2 separate regions of the Mus musculus genome follow, and region 2 is linked to region 1. Evidence: chromatin contacts called from public promoter capture Hi-C data. All regions are on one chromosome and are shown on one strand. The core of a region is the stretch at or near the end of the contact, and the rest is flanking DNA. Distances in the headings are between cores, read along the strand shown.

Region 1 (6,923 bases), core at 1,891-4,390:
GGCTAATCCCTGCTGGCTAGAGTCTGGCAGCTGAGTGTTTTGTATTTTGTCTGTGTCTCAGGGACATGTGGGCGACGGTTGTTCCTGTGGAGCTCGTGTTAATGAGAATCTCCTGACCAATTCTGCTCTTCTCTCTTCTCCTTCTGGACTGAACATTCGTTGTCAGAGAGTTTATGCCAGAATGCTGTGTCATCCAAGAATGGGCTCTGGCAGTGTACACTCTCCTCATGCCATCGTGAAGGGCCCCACACTCTGTCCCCACACAATGCTCCATCTTATACTGAGCAAGCAGCCACATGTCAGCAGCTTGTGTGGTCTAACATTCCCTTCTTCAATGGAGCATGCCCATTGATCAAGGAGCATGTGATGGTTTGTATATGCTTAGCTCAGGGAGTGGCACTACTAGGAAGTGTGGCCTTGTTGGAGTAGGTGTGTCACTGTGGGTGTGGGCTTTAAGACCCTCATCCTAGCTGCCTGGAAGGAAGTCTTCTCCTAGCAGATTTCGGATGAAGATGTAGAAATCTCAGCTCCTCCTGCACCATGCCTGGATGCTGCCATGTTCCCATCTTGATGATAATGGACTGAACCTCTGAACCTGTAAGCCAGTCCCAATTAAATATTGTCCTTATAAGACTTGCCTTGGTCATGGTGTCTGTTCACAGCAGTAAAACCCTAACTAAGACAGCATTATTTTGTAATTTCAACACTCTCTCCTCTGGCTTTCCCCTGAAAACGTCCTGTGTGAGGCAGAAACGTTTTTATTGCAGCAACAGTGACCAGCTACTCATCAATGGAGCATTCTGGGAGTCCTTACTAATTGACTATGTTGTGTGAACATTATAGAGTGTATTTACACAAACTAAGGTTGTTATAATGTCATTAGGCAATAAAACTGCATGGGTGTCCCCCTGCCTCCTGTATATGTGGTTCATCATTGATTGCCATGTTGTTGTGTGGTGCCTGTCTGTAGTAGAAACCAATGTGAGGGTGTGGATGCGACTCAATGGGTAAAGTGTTTGCCTAGCATTCAGGAAGCTCTACATTCGATTCCCAGCATTAGATATCTATGCAAATAATACTAGATATGTATACAAATGGCATAGCAGTGCATGCCTGCCATCCCAACACTGGAGGGGGGGAGGTGAAGACAGGAGTTATCAGAAGGCCGAGGTTACCTTTGACAACATAGTAAGTTCAAGGCCCACTGAATCCAGTCTCGAAAATAAAATTATTTAAAGGCACATTTACTGGAAAGGGACATTTGCTCTTGAGTTCAGGGATCTCAAAAGAATGAAGGTGCAAGAAAGAGCTCAAACAAAAATCCACAAAGCCCTCAACATTTAGTCAAACCCTTGTTTGTTACTCCTCTCTGCCTCATTTTTCTCTTTTTTTGCCCACTACTTTCTTTTGCCTTCCTGTGCATGTGATAGAATTGTATTCCTATGAGAGAGACCAAGCCCAGACCTAACTAAATTGGGTCCAATCTCTGGCTGAGTCTGTGGAATGCTAGAAACCAGATTGAATTCCCAGCTCTAGACAAAAAAAAAGAAACAAAACCCACGACACAATGGGTCCTGGCCGTAGATATGGCGCACTGCAGGATGTGGCGTCTAAGTGGAAACAGGTGAAGGAAGCCTTGTGAGGCTCCTCCTACCCACCCTCCTCCGCCCTGTGACAAATGTAGCTGCTGAGCAGCATGGGTGAGATTCAGGTGGAGTCTGGTTGGTTCTGAGTTGAGAATGTGACGCTGAGAATCCAGGAAGCCATGGGGGGTATCAGAACATGGTTCCAGAGAGGAGAGAATTGGGTGAGAGGACAAATGACCTATAGTCTAGCTTCGAAGGTACAAGAATGTTCAGCTTAGTACTGATCTGTATACATAGGGGAGGAAGCTGTCTGAGGCTGGGGAAAGAAACATTGAAAAGAGTAGAGAGAATGGTCTTTAAAGTTCCTGCTTCTACGCTTTTTGGCTAAGATCAAGTAAAAAGTTCCGACAGATCTGGAGGTGGTGGGGTCTGCTGCCACTGGTAAACTGCGATTCTGAATGCATGGAGTAGAATATTCAGAAAGCATTGGTTTCTGTAGGGAAAAATGTAGTCCCCAGGCCCATGCTGGCCCCGCCTAACAAGGTTTAAAAACAAATTGGAAAGAATCAAACTGCTTCCAAGTAGCTGTGTCCCAGAGCATGGCTGGGAAATATTTATAAGACTAGAAAAATATCCAGCACACAAGTTCATGATGTCTGCCTTCCAATCAAGCCCCTGGCCAAAGGAAGGAAGCAGAATTTGAAAATGAACAGGTGGGTATGGGGGACTTTTGGTATAGCATTGGAAATGTAAATGAGCTAAATACCTAATAAAAAATGGAAAGAAAAAAAAAAAGAAAAGAAAATGAACAGTGCTCTGCCCTGGAAATTCTGCAGGCACTAGCTTCCAGTGAAAGCTATTGTTATTTTTGTTCTTATCCTCCCCCCCCCCCCCGCAGTATTGTTTGACTTGCTACAACAAGGACACATCGCTAATGTTATTTCAAAAGACTGGACAAATCGCTTAGGAAAATGAGAATCAACGGAAAAAGTGGTTTCTGCACTTCAGAAGTGACCGAAAGTCTTCCCCTTTCTGCTTCACTTTCTGGAAGCTTCTCACTTTCTTTTCCACCATCTCTTGCCTTTCCTCCCTTTTCCATGTAGTTTAGGTGAACATGGGGGTGCCACTGTATGTTTTTTTAAAACACCCACAGTTAATTTTTCTAAGAGAATGTTGTTACCTGACTTTGAACACCCTGTACTCTCACTAAAGCTAATCAGAGGCCCTTTTACTAGCCTGCTCCCCAACCTGGATTAGTAGTCCACCCAGGTAAAGCCTTTGCAAGCCAGACCCCATTTGCCATGTCACTGGGCAAACAAAGTGCCATGACACTTTGGCTGTACCTGTGTAAACTGCACCCAAGCCCACCTCTGCTGTTCCCTCTACAGAGATCCTTCTGATGTGAAGACTGCTACAGGTTGTGATGAAGAGAATGAAACTGGAAGGGAGTCCGTAGAGAGCAAAGAAAACAGTCGGAGTTCCGGAGAGGGAGAAGAGGCAGAGGGCTGGGCCATCAGAGAAAGGGACCACTCAGAGACCAGACCCAGCGGTGAGAGCAGAGAGCTCCGGCACCTCGTGGACAGCGGGAGGTAGAGCGGAGAGGGCTCAGAGGCTGAGTGCCAGGCACTTGGACCCCAAATCGCAGGAGGCGCCCAGGGTTGCCTGGGCTTGGGACGAGCGCAGTCCGAGCACACATCGCACGCACCTCGGGATCCTGAGCACGGCCGCCGGCGATGAGCCAGAGCAGCCGCCTGTGCTCGGGCTACTACAGCCTCAACCGCAGCTTCGTGGAGCCTTTCCAGTGCCCGCAGCGCGGCGATGGGGCCGCGCTGCTCTATTGCTGCGGCTTCGCAGACCTCAAGTACTGCTGCAGCGAGCCGGGCAGCTACTTCCCCTACAAGCACAGCTACATGTGGAGCCTCAGGTGGGCAGGGCAAGGCAGGGCAGGGCAGGGCAGGGCAGGGCAGGGCAGGGCAGGGCAGGGCTGGGCAGGGCTGGGCAGGGCAACCTCCTTCTAGACCCGGGAAAGTGACCAGTGAAAGACACAAAGCTGGAATCAGGGAAGTCTAGCTCCGGCTGGGTTCAGGTCCTCGTGCCAAGGCGCCAGATTTCTGAATGGTTTCTGCAGAGAACCCTGGAGACAAATGAGAACCCTGTATATATCCCAGGCTACCCCAGGGACCACTGCTTGTGAGATGAGCTGGAAACTCTACTAACAAGACTGGAGGTTTTAATTCCTCTTCAGGTATTTGTTGATATGGTACATTTGAATGGAAAGGACGCTTCTTTGGAACCCAGGTTGAGGTATTGGACCAATGGAGTACTTAGAGTCACTGGGCAGCTGGGGTCTCTCTCTCTCTCTCTCTCTCTCTCTCTCTCTCTCTCCCTCTCTCTCTCTCTGTGTGTGTGTGTGTGTGTGTTTGTGTGTTGGCTTGAGTAGGTGCTACATACAACTAGGCTTTACAACTTGCTCTTCTCAGCGGTTCGGACACTGACACTGCACAACCAGACTGAAGGGTCGAGCACGGAAGGAAGAGCTTGAGTTACTCTGCTTACACACAGTGTGTCCTTTCTAGACACCCTTCCCTCGCACCTGAACCATTTGACCATGGCTTGACGTCTGGTCACTTTTCAAAGACAAGCCTTTCTTGATTCTTTTTCCTACATTGTACCCCCACCCCCACCCCCCGCTTATTTCTGTTCAGACTTTATGCTTGTTTTCACATTGAAATGCTCCCTCTAGAAGACTGCAAACTTAGAAACTTTAAATTTGATTCTTTTCTTTTGTGTACAGAATGAATGGAATCTTAATATTATAGGAAAGAACTTAAACTCCTAACATAAATTGTGTGTGTGAGCGTGTGTGAGGGTGTGTGTGTGTGTGTGTGTGTGAGAGAGAGAGAGAGAGAGAGAGAGAGAGAGAGAGAGAGAGAGTGTGTGTGTGTGTGTAGAGGAGGGGGAGGCAGGGAGAGAGAGAATTAGCTAGCATGAGTTACTATCACATCACTTTCTCATTACAATCGAGAACTAGACACACATGTCAGATCAATAGCAAACAAAGTAGGACAAAGTTGGCAGAACATTATGTCAACTTATTTTGTCCTCAATAGATTATTTGGGGGAAGAAAGTGATGGACTGTCCTGTTATCTGGGCTTTTCTAGACACGCTCAGACAGTCATTCATCTGTGAGTGCTTGAAAGTGTTGATGAGGGTAGAATTAGTGCCAACTGAGCCTGGCAATGCCCAAATCAAACTCTATTGAAAATGGTGCCCAAGATCTTCAGATCTCTAGATGCCACAGTGACAAGCAGAAAGGGCCATTGAACATTCCTGAGGTTTTCGAGAACACAAAGGAGGGATCAGCCTTCTGGGGTCTATCTTCATCAGGACAAAACAGATAGTTAGTCCAGTGTCAGGGGAAATAGGAAAATCACTTTAACTGGGGGCATCAGTTGGCTACATTGAACCAGGGGTTCCTGTGAATTGCTGAGCTCTGGAAACGCCACAGGAGGATACATTTATGAGAGCTTCATTTCTCTTCTATTCTTTGCTCTTCGATCCTAATTTAAAATACTCCAACTGCGAAACATATTACAGAAGTCAGTAGCTTTGGAACTGAGATTCCACAGCTGCTAGAGACAGGCAGCCAGAGCTACCTTGAGGCGAGGGCAGGTGCTAAGTAGGAGAATGGCTATATGGATGTGCCGACAGCTTCTCACACTTTCTAACAGTGGAATGCTAGGAAGGACAATTCTCCCTTTCCAGTGTCTGCCCCATTCATTTCTTCCCTACTCTTCTAAAACCCTAAATTCAAAGAGTCTACTTCAGTAACCTTTTCCAGGTCTTAAGAAAATGAGGCTTATTTATCAGAACCATTCATGAATGGATGCTGAATAAGTATTTGTTGACATGACCAACTTAAGGGACTCCTGGATCTCCATCGTTACATGAAGGTCTTCAGGGACAAAGCAATGCTTCTGTAATATGGGGCCGTGGCGCTGCAGCAGTTAACATACCTTTGGAGTTTCCTCCACACTGTGGAGTCTTTTAAAACCTCGTGCATTAAACATTCATGATGTATACGCTCCGTTTCATTAGGTTAGCACATTTTAATTTACTAAGTCACTTTTTACTTTGAAAATTATTTTTCAGCAACTGGGATTCTCATTTCAGGGATCTGTCCACATGCCTCATCTCTCTGCTTTATGCACAAAAATCATAGATTGCATTCGTGCATGTCTGTGTATAGGAAAGTGATCCTAACCCTCCTGGATACCGTCTTCAGAACGCAAGGTGCAAGGGCTTTTTCCTCTAATCCTATTAGAGCAAAGGACAGCCAGCATAGTAGCCTCCAGGTTCAAATATATAACTCTGTTTCGATTCTGCCATACAATTCCCCAGTCTTCCCTATATGCAGGGATGTCTGGGACAGTTAATAAATCAAGCGTGAGAATTTGGAACTTTGTATCCATGTTGTCTGCAGCTCAGGAGACAAGCTCTTGTGTGCAAGCCTGTTTTATTGCATCAGATCAATTGAGAATGGAGTAAACAGCCTGTCGCCTTCAATACTGTTCCTTCTCCCAAGGCAGTGGCACTCCTAGTGTCCCCAGTCAAACTCCCCCTTTTCCTTTTGCTAAAGTCAAGCTTGCTAGGGCCTGATCCCTGAGAGAAAGCAGAAGCCTGAAGACAAGCCAGGAAGATAATGAAGACGGAGATCATTATTTCTCAGTGATGTGCATTCCAAATTGCTACAGGCAGATCAATCATAAGTTAATTAGTATTTACTTTCATCTGTTGAATATTTTCTATAAACTAAACACTTAAAGTGTTCACAACCGGCTGAAATCTGCTCTTGAATAGCCTAACATCTAATTATGGCTGTTTACACATGACTCGAGAGACACAAGTCTGCGTACAGTTCAGCACAATGCTGCTTTTTCAAATCCCCTCTCTTGCTTGATAGTACTAAGTGCACACGTTTATAAAAACGTATACTTATACTTTAGTGTCTAGCCATATGTATAACCACATATTGAATGATTACAAAGGTGATGCAGGGGAGATGACAGTTGAGGACACATTTGACCGTTGGAGGAAGGGACATGGGCTTCTTTTCTGGTGCTAGGCAGGAAAATCTCAGACTTGAATTTCAGATGCATTCTGAAACCAGTTTTCTTTTAACTAAACTCTCTTCTCTTATGCAATGGTTGTAGCTTTGTATATCGTCAAGTCCTGCCTGGCCATGGAAGAGATAAGGTGACATGGTTCCTATCCCTGGAGCAGAGTCACCAAGGCATGGGCCTCCATGAGTGTTGATGGTTGCTAGGCATGAGGCT
Region 2 (6,923 bases), core at 1,782-4,281, 2.1 Mb before region 1:
GCAAAGACTCTACCACTGAGCTTTGTTGAGAGATTATTTATGTGTGTGTGTGTGTGTGTGTGTGTGTGTGTGTGTGTGTGTATATATATATATATATATATATATATATATACATATACATACATACATAACACACACATATGTACACACATCTTTTAAATTCTTATTCTTTTTAAAGTTAGCTTGTGGGCTGGAGAGATTAGATTGCTCAGTGGTTAAGAGCACGGACTGCTTCTCCAAAGGTCCTGAGTTCAATTCCCAGCAACCACATGGTGGCTCACAACCACCTATAATGGGATCTGACACCCTTTTCTGGTGTGTGTCTGAAGACAGTGACAGTGTACTCATATAATTAAAAATAAATAAGTTTAAAGAAAAAAAGTTTGCTTGTTTGTTTACTTTTTGGGACGGGGTTTCATTTTGTAGTCCGGGGGACCTGGAATTCACCAAACCCATTCTCAAGTTTGTAGTGGTCCTCCTGCTTCAGCCTCCTGAGTTCTGGGATTGTTGAGCTGAGTTTTAAAGTTTATGTATTTTTATTTTTGTTTCTCTTAGCTAGGACTCACGTAGCTCAGGCTGCCCCCAGACTATTATGTGGCTGAGTCTGTCCTTAACCTCCTGATCCTTGAGTGTCCAAAACCCGTGTGCTGGGAATACAGATGTTCTGGGATTACAGATGTGCAGTAATGTGTCTGCTCTTTCCCTCCAAGACACAAAGATCTCAGTGTATAGACAAAGTTGTCCTGGACCTTATTATGTAAGCCAGGTTGTCTTAAAGCTCACAGTCTTCTTGCCTTTGCCTCCTGAGTTCTGAGATTACAGAGATGGGCCACTGTATCTGACTGATGTTATAAAAAAAGTAAGTGTGTGTGTGTGTGTGACAGAGAGAGGGGGTAAGGGAAGCCAATGTTTCTTTAATTAAATAACAACTTAATAATTATTTTATGTATGTGAGTGTTTTCCTTGAATGTATGTCTGTGCACTAGGAGCTTGCTGGTACCCTCACAGATCAGAAGGCTACATTGGATCCCTTGGAACTGGGGTTATAGATGGTGTGAACTACCATATGGATGCTGGGAATTGAACCCAGAACCTCTCCATGCTCTCTTAATCTCTGAGCTATCGCTACAGCCCCCTCAATGTTTCTTTCCTTCCTTCCTTCCTTCCTTCCTTCCTTCCTTCCTTCCTTTCTTTTTTTCCGAGACAGGATTTCTCTGAATAGCCCTGGCTGTCCTGGAACTCACTCAGTAGACCAGGCTGGCCTTGAACTCATAAATCCGCCTGCCTTTGCCTCCTGAGTGCTGGGATTAAAGGTGTGCGCCACCACGCCCAGCTCTCAATGTTTCTTTAATTTAGCATTTCATCACCAATTTTCTGCTTTCTCTTTGTAGTTCTCAATTGTATGCAAAAAGCACTATGTTTTCAAATACACACTGCGGAAATAGTTTAGTGGTTACAGTGCTTGCCTGGCATGTTCAAGGCCATGTGTTCTACTCTTAGCAACCCACCCTCCCCCACCCCCAAAAAGAAAAAGATTTCAAATATAACCTGAAGACACTCAATGATAAGTTAATTCTAATATTTTCCCTATTCTCTCAAAATTGAGCATGAAAATATAGTAATGAAGTACAGTGGATTGAGGGTTATTCATCTAGCTGTAAATATTTGTTTTGTCAACAATATGCACCTGCATCTTCCATTCAATACTAGTCAAAATTAGTACTTCTGAATACATCCTAATTTGGGGTCCTAGTATTCTAGACACACTTTGTGTATGCTTTTGTTGTTGTTGTTGTGTGTTTTTTTTTTTTTTTTTTTTTTTTTTTTGAGGCAGGGTTTCTCTGTGTAGTCCTGGCTGTCCTGGAACTCACTCTATAGACCAGGCTGGCCTTGAACTCAGAAATTCGCCTGCCTCTGCCTCCCAAGTGCTGGGATTAAAGGCATGTGCCACCATGCCCGGCCTGCGTATGCTCATTTTTTAAAATTAAACATTTCCTAAGATTTACAAAAGACCTATGACTCCAATAAAAGAGTTCTATTTTTCAAAATTTCTCTTTTTAATAACTACTTAATTCTTTCTTCCCACACTAACTATCGCTTGTCTCTCTACCATTGGACACATCCTCTGGGTGGTTGGCAACATTAGCATCAACGGGAATGTGGATACATTTTAGACCAACCATGTAGCTGTGAGTTTGTGCTACACCACTTTGTGCTCCCAGAGGATCACGCACTTCCACCCACTCTCCAGGAACTCTTTGGATTCTGGAATGAAAGCCACACACACATTAGCTTATTTTTGAAATGCCTTTGGTTAACTCAATGACTGGGCACTCCTAAACCTTCCCAACAGAGACTATATGCATGTAACCCTAACACTTGAGAAGTGGCGGCGTCGGAATTTGAAGGTCATCCTCAGCGATGCCAGCCTGGGGTCCTGAGACCCTGATTAAACAGCAGAACTCTAGCGGGGCGTGGTGGCACACACCTTTAATCCCAGCACTCGGGAGGCAGAGGCAGGCGGATTTCTGAGTTCGAGGTCAGCCTGGGCTACAAAGTGAGTTCCAGGACAGCCAGGGCTATACAGAGAAACCCTGTCTCGAAAAAACAAGAACAAAAAACAAAACAAAAACCAGCAGAACTCTAACCCCCACCCCCCAAAAAAAAAAAAAAAAACCAAAACCAACAATGCTCATCCAAATACCTATGGTGGCAGAGTTCATCAATGGGATTCTTTTGATGACCCTCTTCTGCCGTGACAGACTCCTAAACCAAGTAGCTGACAGAATAGTGAAGATGCAATGAATGGTTTTGACTTAGGCTTCGATCAGCGCAGGAGACTATCGATTTTCTCCGGACCTACGGTTTCCATAGTTACAGGGGCCCCTAAGCCGGCGCCTTGCTCCGGGTACCACGCAAGCGCACACAACCCTATTGGCTGCCGCGCGCCTTCGGGTTCGAACTCGAGTTCCTCCCTCCCCTTCCCTCCGCCGTCCTATGGCCTCCCTCCTCGGCCTCTCGGCGCTCTGGGAACCTGTGACGTAATTTTAGCGCGCCCTCGTCGTTTGGAGTGGCGACGCGGAACATGGCGCGTTCCTAGAAGCCGTTTTCGGCATCAGTAGGCGGCAGCGTGTGGACTAGGAGCGTGGGGGACGAGGAAGCAACCAACGCCGCTTCGTGTGGACAAGTGGAAAGGGGCGGGCCGGGCGGTTCCGGACCGAAGCACGCGGTGAGGCCCGGCCGCGAGCCGCGCGGATGGAAGGAAGGAAGGGAGGAGTGGGCTGGGCAGCGAGAGACCCCGCGCCGAGGGCGGAACGCGGGGTCCCGCGGAGCTGTGCGGCGTGGCCGTGGGCCCTCGCGGCTCTGGTGTAGCCCGGGCGAGCACGGGCTCCCGGGCTGTGGGAAGCCTCTGGGTGCTGGGTCCACGGTGCGGCGTGGCAGGGTCTGAGTGACAGGCTGAGCAAAGGCGAGGGTACCTATTGTGTCCCCTGTCGCCGGCCAGGGGGCTGTATTTGTCCTTGGAGGCTTTGGGCTGCACAGCACGAGGGAAACGTGTTCCCCTTCCCAAGACCGGTGTGTGGAGTTAGCTGCACACGCGACCTTGCCGTGGAAGCTGTGCTTTGGAAAGCTTTAAGCATTCCGATCGTTCCTTCACCTTTAAGGAAAAAGTGAAGGGACTTCAACATCAATTCTCCGAGAGGAGATTCATGCTGAGGTATGGCCGCCAGTGCACAGGCTCAGCGACTCCTGCAGCTTTACATTTGGGAATATTTGTGATTCAGCAAAATTATTTCGAGGCCCATAGCATTTGCTCTTTTCCCCTTAATTCTCTTATTGCGTGGTCAACGTGAGAATCTTACAGCAGAGTGATTTTTTTTTTTTTTTTTTTTTTTTTTTTTTGCGTACATAGCAAAGACCGGTAATCTGGCTTCTGGTGCCAAGGTTGTAGTTGGCACACCTCTTCTCCACACGTTACAGGAGCTCTGTTACATGCGATAATGCCTTTAAGATATGCTTGTTGTATAGAAGGAAGCAAGGAAGAGCAGTTGGCAACCATATATTTTAACCTCTCGTGGACTGAGATTTTTCTCTTCCATTTCCACATTATTTCAGAATTTTGTTCTTTGGTTAAGGGCAGAATGACTTCATTATATGAGCTTGATAGCTTTCTTTACATCATTACCTACATGGCTTGATAGCTTTCCCCACATCTTTGTTCCACACAGAGGAAAATTTTGGTAGAATTAGAATTTTTTTTTCCTGCTGGTGGTAGGATTGCAGACTTTTTTCTTCTTCTTTGGGTGTTCTGATGGTGTCTAGCATAAACATTTTAATTTATTTTGTGGACATGTGTAATAGCTATAGGGCAGGAGGGCATTTTTTTTTGCCTTGATTACACTTCTTAAAGCCAAAAGAGAATTCTCAAAGGAATTTGGTTGTAGTAATATGGATGGAGGTTCCAAAGCAGTGTGCAACAGTTATTTGGTAATTAAACAAGTCTTTAGATTTTGTGATATTATGAAATGTATTTACATTCAGCACCAAGCTAGAAGGCAGAATAGTACTTGTAGTATTTGGATATAAGATATACTGAAGATGTTTCTCAAGAATACAGATATCCATTTTTAGGCAAAGGTAATGTTTAATTATTTTTGTTTTTGTTTTTTGTTTTTTTTTGATTTATCTTTTAAAAGCTAAATCTTTGTTTTTTTTGTTTTTTGTTTTTTTTTGGTTTTTCGAGAGGGTTTCTCTGTATAGCCCTGGCTGTCCTGGAACTCACTCTGTAGACCAGGCTGGCCTGGAACTCAGAAATCCGCCTGCCTCTGCCTCCCGAGTGCTGGGATCAAAGGCGTGCGCTGCCACGCCCGGCTTAAAAGATCTTCCTGTGTCCTCTTGTCTGTGCTGTTCCTGAAACAGGCAGAAGAGGGGCTTGGATCTTCTGGTAATGGAATTACAGGTTGTGCCCCACCTGACCTGTGTGCCTGCTGGGAATCAAACTTGGGTCCTTAGGATGTGCAGCCTGTGCCAGGCCATCTCTCCAGTCCTGATTAGTTTGTGTTTGTGTGTGTGTTGCATGGGCATATGTGTATATTTAATCTTTGTTCTGATTTATTATCATCATCATTACTATCTCTGAGATAGACTTTGACTGTGTAGCTTTAGTTTGTGTGGACCAGGCTGGCCTTAACTCAGAGATACCTTAGTGCATACCTCTTTTCCTTAGTGCTGGGTGTGTGTTGCCACATTGGGCTTAATTTAGAATTACTGTTGGTAAGTTAAATTTTTAAAAAAGAGTTATTTATTTTTATTTATATGAGTACACTCTAGCTGTCTTCAGACACACACCAGAAGAGTGCATCGGATCCCATTACGGATGGTTGTGAGCCACCATGTGGTTGCTGGGAATTGAACTCAGGACCCCTGGAAGAGCAGTCAGTGCTCTTAACTGCTGAGCCATCTCTCCAGCCCCAGTTTAAAAATTTTTATCTTTATTTTATTTATGCAGTGTTGGGATTGAACCCAGGGCCTTGTACATGTTTTATCATTAAGATATTTACTATTTGTGCATCTTCAGTTTTGACTTTTGTTTTGGTTTCGTGGTGTTGGAGGTAGAACCCAGGGATTTGCACTTTACAGCTGCATTAGAGTCCCCCAGCCCCCTTCCTTTCTTTGTGCATGTGATGGGTCTAGTCAGCTAGTTTCGGGGTGCTTTACACAGTGGCTGATCACATCTCTTGCAGGTGTGCTTCTGGAGTGCCTTTTGTTTCATTTTCTAAAGATGAGCCTGACTACCAAGTAAGCCTACATTACAAGCTTTGTAGAGCCTAGGTTCATTAGTGTTCTATATCCTTTTTTTCTCAAAATGTGGCTTATCACCAGGGAATTTGGTAAAAATACAAGCACAACCGAAAAGTTACTGAAACAGCATCTACATATCTAGGTATTTTAAAACATGCTTTATTTGCATATATTATATACATGGTAATAGATTTCATTATGGCATTGTCATGTATATAATAATATGTTGTGATCGTATTCATCCCATTACCGTCTTGTGCCCCTTCCACTAATCCCCTTCCTGTTTCAACTAGCCTCTTTCTATTTCATGTGTCCCTGTCTCTGTCTCTGTCCTATGAGATTCATTACGGTTGTTTACAGGAACATTGGTGAAGATTTGTTTACAGTTGCATGGGTCCCTCACCAATGACTTTACCATTCCTTGCCTCACTTATCAGTCATTAATTGTTATAAATCCTCAGGAAGGGAGCTCATGAGCCCCTTTCCTTTCCTTTCCTTTCCTTTCCTTTCCTTTCCTTTCCTTTCCTTTCCTTTCCTTTCCTTTCCATGGCTGGGTGTTGATAGCCTCATTCTTGTGGTCTGTGGTGTATGCGTGTGTGTGTGTGTGTGTGTGTGTGTGTGTGTGTGTGTATGTGTGTGTGTTGAGATCATTTGCTTGCATGAGGAAGCTAGAGGACAATGCATATTGTTTCCTTGAATGGGGTGTCTGACTTCCATTTAAGCTAGGCTGGCTGAATGGCCAACCAAGCTCTCTTATGATCTACTTGGTTTTGCCTCCTACCCCGTGTTGTGGTCCTAGAAATGTGCTCCCATGCTCAGCCTTTAATATAGGTGTGGGGATTTAAATGCACATCCTCATGCTTGTAGAACAGATTTACCTATGAAGTCATCACTGTCCCTTAGATTTAGCAGTTTTGTGCAGGTAGGCACAGGTGCTGTAATTAAAGAGTGCAATAGTTGACATTCGACCCACCCTCAGCCCAGCTTCTTGTGACTCATACATTCTTTTTGCCTCTTCCATGATGTTCTCTGAGCCTTGGAATCAATGTCATAGATGTCACACTTATGGCTGGGCATTCAACGATAATTTAGTTTCAGTACTTTGATCAATTAGAAGTCTCTGT

Evidence for each region. Promoter capture Hi-C pulls out the DNA fragments that hold promoters and counts their contacts.
Region 2: a contact with region 1 is called in a promoter capture Hi-C map of stem cell-derived epiblast-like cells, with 9 times the contacts expected there. The contact joins the promoter of Ipo11 here to the promoter of Shisal2b in region 1. A contact is called at or near these places in 8 of 39 promoter capture datasets (the 3T3-L1 cell line, 3T3-L1-derived adipocytes, cranial neural crest and 4 more) and 2 of 115 datasets of contacts at active chromatin or transcription factors (astrocytes and stem cell-derived neural progenitor cells).

What each region holds. Positions count from the first base shown.
Region 1 is chr13:104,860,110-104,867,032 of GRCm38.p6, reverse strand. Shisal2b (shisa like 2B) reads left to right here and starts at 3,140. Exons shown (of 3, transcript NM_029984.1): 1 at 3,140-3,510. The coding sequence starts at 3,320.
Region 2 is chr13:106,933,066-106,939,988 of GRCm38.p6, reverse strand. It overlaps Ipo11 (importin 11), which reads left to right and starts at 3,031. Exons shown (of 30, transcript NM_029665.4): 1 at 3,031-3,229.